Regions from separate parts of the Zea mays genome. Here region 2 is linked to region 1. A link is a contact called in public Hi-C data. All regions are on one chromosome and are shown on one strand. The core of a region is the stretch at or near the end of the contact, and the rest is flanking DNA. Distances in the headings are between cores, read along the strand shown.

What was found. Hi-C and Micro-C count contacts between places; a contact is called where the count stands out from the background.
Region 2: a Hi-C map of endosperm shows a contact between it and region 1, with 3 times the contacts expected there. The contact joins the promoter of LOC103626417 here to the promoter of LOC100384040 in region 1. A contact is called at or near these places in 2 of 25 Hi-C or Micro-C datasets (endosperm and leaf).

The regions. Positions count from the first base shown.
Region 1 is chr5:59,814,727-59,817,426 of Zm-B73-REFERENCE-NAM-5.0, forward strand. It overlaps LOC100384040 (3-phosphoinositide-dependent protein kinase-1), which reads left to right and starts at 1,311. Exons shown (of 7, transcript NM_001176648.1): 1 at 1,311-1,435; 2 at 1,589-1,671; 3 at 2,075-2,239; 4 at 2,472-2,549; 5 at 2,643-2,700. The coding sequence starts at 1,616.
Region 2 is chr5:59,946,316-59,949,049 of Zm-B73-REFERENCE-NAM-5.0, forward strand. LOC103626417 (protein PHOSPHATE STARVATION RESPONSE 3) reads left to right here and starts at 1,415. Exons shown (of 7, transcript XM_035959046.1): 1 at 1,415-1,804.

The DNA of each region.
Region 1 (2,700 bases), core at 61-2,560:
AATCCAAATAAGAGATGGCTATATTTGAATAACTATTTAGATAAGTTGTTGTGGGGTGTTTTTTAAATTAAAAAACTCTATTTATATAGATTAAGAAAAATACAGAGAGTCTCTTGAGTGCTCTAATAACTGGTTATTGTGTTTTACTATAAGCTTATTTATGTTCACTTTTACAATCCTACATATTACATTTCATTAGCATTACACAGTCAAATCTCATGCATACATGCTTCCACTTATTAATCATTTCCTGCTCAAATTACACTTACATAGACACAATACTTAAATCCAAATTAAGATTTCATAATTGAATTTGATATATCATGTGCAGGGGCACGACATTCACTACTCTCTTCATTTTTTTATTTGTCGTCGTTTAGTTTAAAAATAAACTAGCGGACGATAAATATTTAACAATAGAGGTAGTATTAAATTATACAGTGTTAAATGATCATCTAGTCATTCCTTAATTTAATTTTAGATTAAAAACAAAAAGAAACATGACCCATTAGACAAGGTGTTACAATTCAGGAAGAATTGTACTCCATCCGTTTTCTTTTATTTAACGTTTCCGATCAGTTAGCACAAATTAATATAACCGAAGCCAGACTAAATTATCCCTAATTCTAGCAGGTGTTGGCTGCACAAACGTGCTCATCTGGAGTAATTCTCAAATCTGAGCGGGGAGTATAAGAGGGTAAAAAAGGAAAGATGTTTTACTTTATACTACTAGCGATAAGTATTTTGAATACTTTTAGTTTGTACTACTGGTGTTAAATAAAAAAACTGAGAGTATTAGCAGGGATATTTTCTATGTTTTGTTAGCGATTGATCTTTTTTACATGGTCAAGTTAAGGTCTTGTTTGGGAATAAAATTTTTAAAAACCACAGTTTTTTAAATACTACAGTATACTTTAGTCATGACAATACCGTAGTTTACAATATCACAATTTTGAAAACTGAGGTCCAGATTTAAGTTTAAAATATCTTAAAACAACTATAGTATTTGCAATACTTCAGTTTTGAAAACAGAGATTTTAGTCAGCTTGTCAAACACTATTCTGTATATAACTTCCAAAACTGTGAAAAAACTTCAATTCCAAAATTCCAAACACCCTAAGGCTTTGTTCGTTTCATCCCTAATCCATGGGGATCGAGGGGGATTGGAGTGGATTGAGGGGGATTTTGACTTGTAGGGGATTCAATCCCTCTCAATCCCATGGATTTGATAAAAACGAACAGGGCCTAAGATGACATTCATCAGCGAATTTTCCCACCGCTCAGCAGTGACCTCGTTCCCGTCCTCCTCGCATCCCTCTCGTCCGCCGCCGCCTGGCTCGCGCCGCCGACAGTTTCTCGGCCCAGATCGAGACACGCCCGCCATCCTACACCAGGTGCCGAGGCCTTCGCCGATCAAAGAGATCCCAGACAGCAGGTATTCCCTCCCACCCCCTTCTCTTCCCTGCTGCTGTGCGACGCCGAGTTCCCCACCCACCTCAAGCTATTTGGCTGTTCGATGCCTAGTAACTTTCTAACTATTTGCGAAAATTATTGGGTGTCCATGTGTACACCCATGTCCTTCTACTAGATCCGTCCGTGCCCTGCTCCTCGAACCATGGGGACCTCTGCCCAGGAATCGCCTCTCTGGAAGCGTATCGACGATGCCGAGTAGTAAGATTCTCCGCTTCCCTTCTTCCCCGTCCTTTACTTAGGGTAGCTTGTTCCCTGCCCTTGCTTATTGGCTATTACTAGTTGACGAGCACTGGTTGTGCAATCGAACTACGTTGTCCTGAGTACAAATCTGTTCCGATCATCTTGCTTTATCCGGTTTGGAACTGCAAGAGGAGTGGAAGCCACAGAAGCATATTCTCATCATTTGATATGACTGTCATGATTGCCGAATTTTTTATAGCCTACTTTTCCTGCCTGCTGATGAGCGATGGAGTTGCGGAGTGCCTGCCATTGTTTACAGTGCTTTCCGTTGCATACCTGAATATGCAAGGCCATATTTTATCTGAAAAGTAAGAAGTGCGGTCAGCTGTTTCCTTACCCTGTTGCCATCCTCATGTTTCAGCTATCTAGTCAGTGGATCATTTGACCAGGCGGTGTTGACTGCTTTATCCGTCGCCGATGAAATACACATGGCTTCTTTGGAGAGCGCTAGCGACCAGGATGAGCTCCTGGAGATGCTTGAATCGGCTGGGATGGTGCTTGTGCAGGCACTAAAAGAACTCAGGAGGTAAATCCTTCTCGATTTCTGTTTTTTTTTGTACCTATACATCCTGCCGGAACCAGATTTGGTATATTGCTATCTGCTGTAACGAGACAAACTGCTGGTGACGAAATTAGTGCCTAGATTTGCCAAATGGAAAGCATCGGATCCCTGCGTACTGATGATGTAGCTCTGTGCTGAACATACGCAGAGCTCGTGTTTAAGTCTTTATCATAACACACTACGCTAAATATTCCAGGGCCTCTGAGATGTTTGCTCAGCTTAAGATGATGTTTGGTTCAGTGCCATCAGTGCCTGCTAGAGTTTTCCTTACAGGGTAATTGCTACTCATAAGTCCCATATACTTAGTACTACCTGAAATGTATCCATCAATTTTCTGTATCAATGACTGCTATATTTCTCCTCATAGAGCTACCATTCAAATGGCAGAAGGATCTATATCTGACCTCAGACCAATCTTTGAGGAG
Region 2 (2,734 bases), core at 165-2,664, 130 kb after region 1:
CTACTACTACCAGCTAGGCAGCCCCTAGCCTAGTGGTGTGGTCGCAGTCGCAGTGCGGGCCGTGACGCGGCGCGCCGCGACAACGCTTGGCGGATGCCAAGGAGCTTGGCTAGTTGGCTCTGTGGCCTGTGGCCTGTGGCCTGCGGCCTGCGCTCGGCGCCGGGACCCCGGGCCCGGGGGCGTGCGGCTGCAAGGCATCGCGTCTGGTTTGGCGTCCGCGGCGGCTCCTGGCTACTCGATCACTGCCTTTTGCGGGGAAAGCGACCCGTCGTTCCGGGCAGCGGGTGGCCCCAGACGCCCAGTGATGTGTAGTGTGGTCTGGCAGCGGCGGTCCTCGCCTCAGCAGCCGCCCGTAGCCAAGAAGTGACCTCGACGTGATACGCCGCTCTCTCGCGATATGCCGCCGCATATTCCGTTCTCCCGGCGGCGCGCGGTAAAAGGCTCTGACGTCGAAAGGAGATGGATCCATAGTTTGTTTATGCACGCGTTTCCATCGTTCCTGTTGCACTGCTAATCATGTCGCCAATTATCCATTCCTGCCTCATGGGTGGCTCCAGCTTCGCGCCCAATAGATAGAGGAGTCGCACGCTGGCTGGATTCGTGAACGGCCGCTAGCGTCCGCTCCGCTACTGTACTGCGAGGGGATCATAATAGGGCTAGTTTAGTGACCACAGAAATTGAGATGATATATTTATTTCTACCAAACCAGTCTCTAGGGTTAATTTGGTGACAACAGAATCATATGGATTGGAAAAAAAATTGAGAAGAAAATGAATTAATTTCCTTTTCAATATCCTCCAATTCTCCTGTAATCACTGGTAGCCAAATTAGCCCTTAGAACTCGTTTGGAGGACAGAGAAATAAAAGAAATCCATGGAAAAGATATCTCCTTTATTTTCCTGTCCACTAAATCTGTCCTTAGAGCAGATTTGGTGGAAAAAGAATTGGAGGGATCCAAAAGTAGCTGAAAAATTCCTCTCCACAGATCCCTAATTTTTCCTTTCGCCAAACCAGCTCTAAATAGTGAAGGAATTCTTCCTTATGGATCCCTCCTATGGTCACCAAACGACCCTTAGTTTATGGCAAATCCACCCAAATTTGTGGACCGTCGCACATGGTTTGCCGCAGAACAATTAGTTAGTACTCCAACAGCAAGTTGGCAGGCACACATCGTTTCAAGATGGCAACATGCTGATCCCAGTAAAAAGAAAAAACACAGGGCAAAGTATGGCTGCTGACACCATTGACGCGTACCGCCACTAAACCCAAAATGGGCTTGTAGGGAATTTACCGTAAATGGTTGTGCCGTCAGCCTTCAGTCTCAGGGTTTATAGTACATAGTAAAAAAAAGCAAAATAAAAAATTCGGCTGGTGGAGAGAGAGAGAGGTGGAGAGAGAGGAGAGGAGATGCGGACAGATCTCGAGAAATAACCAAATCAGAAAACGGAACCGGAAATGCAGCGAGGGAGGGAGGGAGGGAGGCTGCCCATTATTAACTCTCCCTCCCCCCACGCAGAAGACGACGACCGGAAGCAAAACAGCCAGCCAACCAACCAACCAGACCAGGGATGGATGGTGCGCACCAAGAAAGGGGGCACCGCACCGAGCCAATGATCTGCAAGAAGAGAGGTAGGATTTAGGCACGGCACCTATAGCCCCTGACGAGAGAGAGAGGGAGAGAGATTTGGTCTTGGATAAGAGTGGAGAGACTGGAGACGGGTGGGTGGAGTGAGAGAAGTCACTCGGGGAGCCTCCAGATTCTGAATCTCCCGCAACCCGTCTCATCGCCGGAGTGGAGTTCCAGGTAAGACGAGGTTACAAAGATCCTCCGCCTCCTCCTCCTCCTCCTCCTCCTCCTCCTCCTATCAGCACTGGCACTGCACGCCGCCGATCTCTTGGGGTCCTCGGCTTCAGACGGTTTCTCGCGCCAGATTTAGCGGTAGTGATCTTTGTTTCCTGGGCACGTCAACCTCGACAGGCAGAGAAGAGAAGCCTCATCCTTGGTTTGTCTTTAACTTATCCCATCTTTCCTGCTCGGAACCCGTCCCCCCCATGCATGTTTCAGTCAACTGTTTTTGGCGAGTGCTGCACGTTGCTGATTTTCTGTTGGTTTCTTGAGGTCTCCTCGAGGCCTGTTCACCAACCGCATGCCAGGTTTCCCCGACTTGTCTTCTGCAGCTGTGAGTGTAGCACCGGCACGGCAGGCACCTGAGCAGAGCTATGGGCGTGTACAGCAGCATGCCTCACTGACTGACGCTGACGGGCACCGCAGCACAGCACAGCACGCACTCACCTCATAAAATGGGTTGATTTTCCGGGACGCTTTGTGGAATCTCGAATCTAGCCTTTTGCAAACCACCCTTATTTTATTTCCCTTTCATCGTTTCATTTGCCGGAAGAAATAAACACATTTGGTTGGTTGTGGTTGCTTGCTTGCTTAGTATTAAGCGAGAATTTAACTGCAGCTCATGAACAGTCTGTGGAAGTTTCCTCCTTCAGCAACAACAGTTTTCTCTGGATTTTTAGAGTTCTTCGTCCTTTACTTTTTTTTGCCCCCTTCTATCATCCAGCAACCGTATCCAATCTTTACTGTGAGTTTCTTGGCCATGTGGACCTTTTTGGCTTCCTAGGTGTTTTATCTAAATACTGTTACAAATGGCCACCTGTTAGTCAACCAGAGGTCAGAAGTACCGCTTACCTGAACAAAAAGCTCCAGAAACATGGATATTTATAT